3 separate regions of the Mus musculus genome follow, and regions 1 and 3 are each linked to region 2. The links are chromatin contacts, called in public HiChIP or PLAC-seq maps. All regions are on one chromosome and are shown on one strand. Each heading gives the region's core, a stretch centred on a gene start, on an enhancer-like site or on the middle of the called end of the contact. The rest is flanking DNA. Distances are from core to core; before and after follow the strand shown. Region 1 overlaps Adgrg3 (adhesion G protein-coupled receptor G3). Region 2 holds the start of Dok4 (docking protein 4). Region 3 overlaps Pllp (plasma membrane proteolipid).

What was found. HiChIP or PLAC-seq counts read pairs in DNA pulled down with a chosen protein or histone mark.
Region 1: a contact with region 2 is called in an H3K27ac HiChIP or PLAC-seq map of microglia, with 7 times the contacts expected there. The contact joins the enhancer-like site here to the promoter of Dok4 in region 2. A contact is called at or near these places in 2 of 39 promoter capture datasets (hippocampal neurons and neutrophils), 1 of 484 Hi-C or Micro-C datasets (the 63-12 cell line), 5 of 115 datasets of contacts at active chromatin or transcription factors (the 230-238 cell line, effector CD8 T cells, embryonic stem cells and 2 more) and 3 of 9 other capture datasets (adipose tissue, liver and pancreatic islet).
Region 3: an HNF4G HiChIP or PLAC-seq map of pancreatic cancer cells shows a contact between it and region 2. The contact joins the enhancer-like site here to the promoter of Dok4 in region 2. A contact is called at or near these places in 4 of 39 promoter capture datasets (embryonic stem cells, hematopoietic stem and progenitor cells and pre-B cells), 3 of 115 datasets of contacts at active chromatin or transcription factors (embryonic stem cells and pancreatic cancer cells) and 3 of 9 other capture datasets (adipose tissue, liver and pancreatic islet).

Annotation. Positions count from the first base shown.
Region 1 is chr8:95,035,791-95,038,595 of GRCm38.p6, reverse strand. Adgrg3 (adhesion G protein-coupled receptor G3) reads right to left here. Exons shown (of 12, transcript NM_173036.3): 5 at 2,652-2,786; 6 at 2,116-2,155; 7 at 1,905-1,996; 8 at 1,658-1,770. Among named protein-coding and RNA genes, the nearest start is that of Gm51544, 17 kb to the right of the region's middle. Within about 2 kb of position 1,320, at least 139 of the 459 cell types and tissues checked have an H3K27ac peak or open chromatin away from gene starts, as enhancers often do. A contact at or near this core is called in the 230-238 cell line, the 63-12 cell line, adipose tissue and 2 more, where this site is marked.
Region 2 is chr8:94,874,874-94,877,573 of GRCm38.p6, reverse strand. It overlaps Dok4 (docking protein 4), which reads left to right and starts at 1,262. Exons shown (of 9, transcript NM_053246.3): 1 at 1,262-1,443.
Region 3 is chr8:94,684,647-94,687,449 of GRCm38.p6, reverse strand. All of the region lies in intron 1 of Pllp (plasma membrane proteolipid), which reads left to right. Among named protein-coding and RNA genes, the nearest start is that of Pllp, 10 kb to the left of the region's middle. Within about 2 kb of position 1,294, at least 53 of the 459 cell types and tissues checked have an H3K27ac peak or open chromatin away from gene starts, as enhancers often do. A contact at or near this core is called in adipose tissue, liver and pancreatic cancer cells, where this site is marked.

The sequences.
Region 1 (2,805 bases), core at 71-2,570, 160 kb before region 2:
TATGAAAAGATGGCCTAGTCGGCCATCACTGCAAAGAGAGGCCCATTGGACTTGCAAACTTTATATGCCCCAGTACAGGGGAATGCCAGGGCCAAAAAGGGGGAGTGGGTGGGTAGGGGATTGGGGGGGGGGTGGGTATGGGGGACCTTTGGGATAGCATTGAAAATGTAAATGAGGAAAATACCTAATTAAAAAAAAAGAATGTTCCAGGTGGGTTCCAGTAAGCCTGGGCTCTAGGGGATAAGGATAGGCAACGATGAGCAGAGGCTGAACCCACAGGCTCCTTCAACTCAGCAGGTCTGAGGGTTTCTTGGTCAAATCCTGGCTCAGGACAGCCAAGTGACAGCACTATCTGGTCCTGTTTCTTTCCTGTGCCTGCTTCTTTTTGGAGAAGCTCATGTATCCCAGAAGGGGCATCCTTCCCCACACTTAGCCACAAGTAAGTGGCTTTGTCCCTTGTCACTTAAATGCATGAGTAGTCAAATGGCCAGCCTGTGTGTTCTACCCTGTAACCATAGTGGTCCAATTGGTCCTTGGCTTGTGATCAAAGTCAGACCCTAAAACAACTGAGTATTCATAAGCTAAACATGCACACACATGGAACACCCAGCATCTCAGGGGTATGAACCCTAGAGTCCTGTGCCCACAGGGACCACACACTTGGCTAATAGTCAACCATCTGTTGCAACTAGGACTACTCTGAACACTGGGCCATGTAGTTTTATTTAGACAGGACCTTGCAAACCATATCCCCACCATACACCACACACACACATACATGTGTATATATCCCCACCATACACCACATCCATATCCCCACCATACACCACACACACATATACATGTGTATGCCCATGCGTGCACATGTGCACATACACTATACACATGTGCACACACGCATATACATGTGTACACCCATACTACACACACACACACACACACACACACACACACACACACACGATCTCCAAAGTGGTGGAGCTGAAGGGGTCTTGAGACTACTTAGCTATTCTCTGCCACTGCCAACTTCCTGGCTTTGATGATATGCTATAGTTACATACGACATGACACTTGGGGAAGTTCCAGGAAGGAACCACAGACTGTCTGTGCTATTTTTGCAATTTTCAGTTAGTCTATAATTATTTCGAAATGTTTGTTCTCAAAGCCTTCAACTCTGGGGCTTCACTTTTGCTTGAATATCTAAGGAGCTGGGACCTGAGCCCGAAGTTCTCCAGGCACCAGGGTGAAATTAACATCCTGAGAGGAGAGAGAGCAAGCTGTGTAAGGAGAGACCAATCCCAGGGCAAGCTGTGAAGGGAGGGACCAATCCCAGGGCAAGCTGTGAAAGGAGGGACCAATCCCAGGGCAAGCTGTGAAGGGAGGGACCAATCCCTGGGGCTTCAGCTGGAGTCTTTAGTTCTTTCCCTGCCTGGAGGCCACATGATGTGAGTTTCCTAGTTCCACAAATCACTCATGCCCTGCGTGTTGGCCAATCTGAGTTGAATTTCTGCCTCTTTCAACTTCAACCCTATGTCCTACATTCTCAGAGAGCACACAAAAGGCCAGAGAAGACGATGAGAGGCCACAGAACAAAGACATCTTATCCCTATCCTGTACCTCCTTGAGGGCAGGAGGAAAAGGAGATGTCTTCACTCACCTGAAGGCAACATAGAGCACCATGGTGAAGGCCAGGAAGATCATGGAGACGGCACTGCCTGCCTGGGAGATGCGAGTGAGAGTCTGTGCCGTGGCCAGGTCCAAGATCGGCCTCTGTAGATGACCCCAAGTTCTGATCACATCACTGATGGGCCAGACCCACACATCTCCCAAACCCCAGCCAGCCCAGGCAGCCTCTCCCAGGGACAGAAGCTGGACCACTGCAATCAGGATGGATGGGCTGTTACCAGCAGCAAGGCGAAGAAGGTCAAGTGGTCGCAACGGCAGACAGTTCTCCCATCCCCGGGCACCGTGGAGCAGCCGTGGGAATCCCAGTCTCCTGTGGCCCACAGCAAAGTAAGAGCAGAGGAGGAGGGAGGGAGAGCCTGCCTCTGCCCTCACCCTCTGCCCCGTGGAAGCTTGCTCCTTTCTCATTCTAGAAACGTCTTCCAAACCTACCTTTAGCCATATCCCAGAATACACAGGTGAGGATCACGTTCTGAAACCAGAGAGTGGGAGTCAGAAGAGGAGGGAGGCAGGAAAGGGGGAGAGAAGAGAAGACGGGGCACCACCAGGGGTCTTGCCCTAAGAGGAAGCTCTCTGTAGCTTACATGGGGAGATCGACTCCATCGGTTGATGCTCCCTGGACCACTGTGCATGTAGGGTATACAACATGTATGGCACAAGAGGGTCTGCCTGTCTGTGCGTGCATGCCTGTCTTCAGGATCATTGCCTGGCAGGGGTGGAAAGCATGTATGCAGAGGGGTTCCCCAGGTCCCCACACATTTATGAACATGGGGTGGGAGGGTGTAGGGGGCACGTGTGTTCACGTGTGCAGGGCAGACAGATGTCTTTGGGCATTAACTGCATGAGCCAGATGGTTTCTTCTGCATGCACTTAGAAGGGTAAAGGGCACAGGGTCCCATGTGTGGCTTCTCAGAGCTCATGCACGGTATGCTCCACAGTAACTGCCAGGCCCCAGGCAGAAGACTCACAGGTGGTTGACGCTCATGGGAGAAGGTGATCTCTACAGGTTCCGACAGCCCGGTGGCGTGCATCTGGCCCACGCTCAAACCCACCATGCGGTTGTTCAACACGCTGCTGCCCTTGTCCTCAAGGAGCTTGGGGCCCTGAGAGGAGATTGGCAGG
Region 2 (2,700 bases), core at 13-2,512:
TATTGAGTAAAAATTTTGAAAGAGAATGAAGTTTAGGAATCCCACTTAGAGATGATACTTCTAAATTTCATTATATTATTACAATTAATTTGCAGTTCAGGGGATTGAACCTAGAGAAGGTTCCTTCCTTCCTTCCTTCCTTCCTTCCTTCCTTCCTTCCTTCCCTCCCCCCTCCTCTCTCTCTCTCTTTCTTTTCTTCTTTCTTTCTTTCTTTCTTTCTTTCTTTCTTTCTTTCTTTCTTTCTTTCTTTCTTTCTTTTTGTTTCTTTCTTTCTCCCCCCCTCTCTTTTTCTTTCTTTCTTAAGTAGGATCTCACTAAGGCTGGCCTTGAACTCATCAGCTTCCTGCCTCAGCATGGGATTATAGACAAGTACTACTAGGCCAGGCTAAGAGGCCTCTTTTTGTTGAAACTCTCTTTTTTTCTCTGTGGCCATACAGCTTCTCTAGCAGTGTCCCAGGATGAAAGCAGTTCACTCTGAGGGCTTGAGAGCTGAGGACTTTATGAGCTGCTGTTTGAAGTAAAGCAGAGGGTCAAGTTTGGAAGCTGCATGGGAAGGTCAGGAGGTCATGGGAAGGTCAGGAGGTTCAGTTTAGCATCCAGGAAGAAGAAAGCCATTTCCTGTCCTATAGCCCCGTGGCTTCCACTTAACACACACTTTAGTGACAATCCTGGGACATTTTAAGCGGACAGAAAATGGCTCCTTTACTTTGCTGGACAAGGCTGAGTCTCTAGTGTTCCGGCAGAGGGGGTGGGGAGGTAGGGTTGGGAGGATACGGGGCAGGGGATATACATGCGTGGGTACTGGGTTCTTGATTCCTTCATGCATTAGGCTAATCTCTCACAGAGTGCAGCTGAGTGTGCGATTGGGGAAGTGGGGCAGGTACTGAGCAGGACTGGATGGTAGCAAAGTGTATGTCTAGCAGGGTACTGACTCTTGATGTTGGGAGGTGAGGTTCAAGGACTGGGAGTTGATATAGGGTTCAGCCTCCAGCAGATGCAAGACCACGTGGGTTTGAGTTTTAGAGCTCAGGGAGGAGCTGGTGCGACTGAGGTGGGTACTAGAAGTGAGCAGAGGGCTAGACTGCCAGGCGGAAATTTCTGTCCTAGTAATAAGACTTTGGCAGGACTCCGGGACGAGGCGTGGCTCCGAGAAGGGGCGTGGCACGATGCCAGGGATGGGCGGGGGCGTGGCGGTGGGGCGTGGCGCGGCGCCAGGGCGGCGCGGGGCGTGGCCTCAAGGGGCGTGGCGTCGCGGATCAGCAGAACCAGCTACCTCCCGAGTCTCCTCTGGATCCGGAGCTGGCGGCTGCGCTTCACTTCTAGCTTACAACCAGAGCCGCGCGCCGCCACCCTACCTTCCCCTCCCGGCCGCGCCGAGACGCGGGCATGAGCCCGCCCCGCGTCCCGCGGAGCCAGCGCCCCGGCCCGGGCCTCGGCGCCTAGGTAAATAGGGGAATACGAAGCGCGGGGGGGGGGGGGGATCCCTAGGCCTCACCGAGACGTGAGACTCCCGCAACTCTCATCCTGGGGCGCCTGTGGTCACCTCCGGAGCCCGCGGGCTCTCCCAGCTATGGGAGCGTCCTACTTTAAGGAAGGAGGACTCAGACGCGCCTCTCGAAGCCAGCGAGACCCTGAAACTCCCTGAGCCGTCCTCAACCAGCTCCCATCTCTAGGAAGCGCAGGTGTGAGTCTTACCTCACCTGTATTCCCCATGTAACCCATCAGAGAAACCCAGATCCCCGGTTCCCTGAGCCTCTTCCCGGAAGCAGCCTTCCTCGCCTTCCTGCTCCCCAAATTCCAAGAGACACTTTCCTTTTACTGCCTATCCGACCTGCAAGTGGCATTCCTATTCATTGCAGTCCTCCGGGCTAGCAGCCTCCTGCCTTAAAACCTTTCTCCTCTGGCTCTGGGAGTCTGTACACATTCTTTTGGAGACAGCTATCTGTCACAGCATAAGGACCGGAGTGGAGCCTTGGGCAGTCGGGAGTTCTGTGCAATCTGCCTGCGTGGAGCGGTGGGAGCAAAACAATTGCCAGACACTTGGATGGAGGGCTTTGATAAGACAGGGCAGCCAGGGGCCAGGTGTCAGCTCCAGCACATTCCAACAGCCTCCAGGGGCTGCGCTTCCTGCACATTCTTTGAGGGCCCTTTTCGGAGAAATGCAGGCTGCTGTGTAGGTATCCCAGGTAGGTCCCAGGAGCTGTGTCCCTCTCGCTCTGCTGCTAGTCTCTGTGCCTGGGTGCTGGGTATTCCTGGGCAGGGCACCAGGCTGGATGTGACCTCATCCAACAACCCCAGCCAAGGTGGGGCCCCTAGCCAGGCTCAGACAGTGTCAGCAGCAGCACAAGTCCCCTGAGGCAGCTTTGAACAAACTGTGGATCACGGACCCGGCTGGTTCTCCTGGACTTTGCTGGTCTTGCCAGTTGGCACCGAGATGTGGAGAAGTGGGAGCCCGCTGCCGCTTACACTCTCTGGAAGCAGAGCTGATAATGGTGTTGAAAGGATGGGGACAATGCTAGATATAATTAGTGTCCCTCCCTAGATTGGCATCCACTCTGTCCTTTATCAGTGTCCTGGTCACTGGGATGGAGCTATAGCTAGATAGAAGGGGCTTGGGAACTGTCATTGTAGGTGTCCCTACATGGCCAAGTGACAGATGAAGGAACCGGGAACATCAAATCTCATAGTGACATGTGACAG
Region 3 (2,803 bases), core at 45-2,544, 190 kb after region 2:
TCACTGCTGCATTACAACTGTCATTCTGCTTCTGCTATGAACCGTGACATAAACATCTGATATGCAGGATATCTGCTTTGTGACCCTCAAAGGGATCACAACCCACAAAGTGAGAACTGCTAATGTGTAGCCTATGGTCATTCATCTCCAGGTACAAGATATACCTCTCTGAGGCTGGGATTGTATGTGCATAGACGGTGTCTGATAGCTACCCAGAGGGCCACACTTGAAAACTTGGCCATGTATAGCACTTTTTTCATTTTATCATTACATTGTATTTACTTACCTTTTATTAGTTGAGTTTTTTTTTTCACTCGTATGTGTGCATGTGTATGCACACACTGCAGCACGTATGGAGGTCAACCTGTGGGAGGTGGTTCTCTTTTCACCACATGGCTCTGGGGTACGGAGCTCATGTCATCGGGGTTGGTGTAGCATCTTTATTCAGAGCCATCACGCCAGGCCGGCAGTACTTATTTCAGAAGTATATAGCAAGTGGAGCTTGTTGGAGGCTAGGACTGGAGAATTGTGAGTTCAAGGTCAGCCTGGGCTACTTAGAGCATACCAGCCATCTTGAGTAAGTAATGGGACCCTGGGTCTAAAAACCAAAATTAACAAGTGGACAGCCATTACGAATTCTTTCCAGCCGGGCAGCTGTGACACTCACCTTTAATCCCAGCACTCAGGAGGCAGAGGCAGGCAGATCTCTGTTAAAGTCTGAGGCCATCCTGGTCTACAGAATGCATTCCAGGACTGCCAAAGCTACACAGAGAAAAGGCAAACAAACAAACAAAAAGAATTCTTTTCAAATGAATAAATATGTTGGGCAGTGGGGAATTACACAGAGTTTGTGCCTATGTCCAAAACTGTGAGCGAGGGATCGGGATGTCTATCAGGCCCAGAGAGGGAAGATACTTCCCTCGGGTCACACAGCAGTGAGGGATAGCTGTGAGTTTGGGATTACTGGCTGGGTACCCTGGGAGTTTTTCCTCGTCATCTGTCAGCAGAAGGTGGCCTCTGCTTCAGGAAGGGGCAGTTCACATTTACAAAGTCTTCCTGCTTATCAGAGAGTTGCCCTCTCTCCGGCAGTGGTGGCTTGACGACTATGCCCACCATTCTCTTCGGGGCTGCCGTGGAAAACAGGCGGAGGCTGTTTTCCTCGGCAGCGTGAACCAGCCCTTACACTGACAGAACAGGGCTCGGGCTTTTTGCTGCTGGGCAGGGTGAGCTTCTCCTGTTTGCTCAGGGAGGGAAGGCAGGGCGACACACCACAGTCTCCAAGTGAGGACAAGACCAAAGGTCAGGAGAGACCTGCCAAGTAGGCTACCAAGTCCCCAGGCTTGGGCCAGCTCTGCAGCTTAGCCTGGACTGTGGGCTGGATGATCTCTGACGCCAGCTGAACTCTTCTTCTGCCAGCCTTGGGGGTGGGGGTGACACCATCCCTCCTGAGAGTGGAGATGGGAGAGATATGCTCAGGCCACACTCTGGGAATGAGGAAGGCCTTGTCCTTGGGTCTGCAGCTAGACCTGTAGGTTTTCCAGGGCTAAGAGATTCACAGGCTGTGGTTGCTCCATAGCTCTGGCATCCCAGACAGTAATATTTCTTCGAAGCGCTAATGTCCAGGTGCCCCCACCTCGCAGGAGTCAGTGCTAAGAGAAAGGAAGTCTACCCCTGGGCTGTCTAGCATCCCTCATATGGATGCCCTTAGGTCAGATCCTCATCTTCTACAAAGAGCTTCCGTTTTCCTTCTGTGATTTGTGCCGAGTGCTTCTCTTGGGAGAAAGTCGGCCCCGAGAGAGGAAGGCCCAGGAAGTAAGGGGGCTTGGCCTGCTGGATGCCAGGCTATGACTGAAGCTGTATGTTCAAGAGCTCTACCCCGGCCTTCTCAAGCAGAATAAAAACTTCCTGAGATGTTCTTCTTCAAAGCTGGAGGCCATCCTAATATTGGGGAGACCCAAGCAGACACTATGGGGACCCCTGGGGGAGAGTAAGGAGTGGGGCACAGATGGGTGCTGTATGTTGCTGGAACCCTTTCAGGCACTTTGCCACTTGTTGGGGTGCCAAAAAAAATGGAGGGAGGGGTAGGAGTCACAGACCCCACGCCTCACACACCAGGAGGTGATGACCAAAAGGAGACCTGCATTATCTATTCTACGGGGCAGCATGGAGTTATGTAGGAAGTAGTATGAGCTCATTCTGGGTAGATTTTCCTACTAAATAACAATAATAACAATAACACATTTAATTATTTATTATTGATGTTATTACTGAACAAGGACAAGGTTTTGTGTAGTACAGTCTGGCTTCAGACTTGTGGCAACCCTTAGTTTTTGCCTCCCAAGTGCTGGGATTACAGATCTGGACCACTAGCACGGCTGGGAAGTTTTTTCTAAAATACTGGGGACACCCAGGACCATGCAGTTGAAGAGATTTCAGGTCCATATTGGCTCAGCCATTTGTGTGTGTGTGTGTGTGTGTGTGTGTGTGTGTGTGTGTGTACACTCTTGTACTTGTGGGACGCTCTCTTCTGAGACCTAGGACTTACACCTAGCAGGTTGCATGGGAAAACTGCATTTGGAATACTGTGATGCTGGCCAAGGTCTAGGCAGACTCCTGCAGGCCAGGCCCAGCTGCCCATCACCCTGCTTGCTCTCTTCCTCAGACTTGAAACAGCTTGGCACAGAACCGGTCCTGGGAGAGAGTGTGCTGGCTTGAGTGACTCTGGTTTCTCGTGTGTGTCTGTTTCAGATAGAGAAAGGGACAGCTTGGTGGCTTTGGGCTTCCTGGAGATCTAGACATGGTG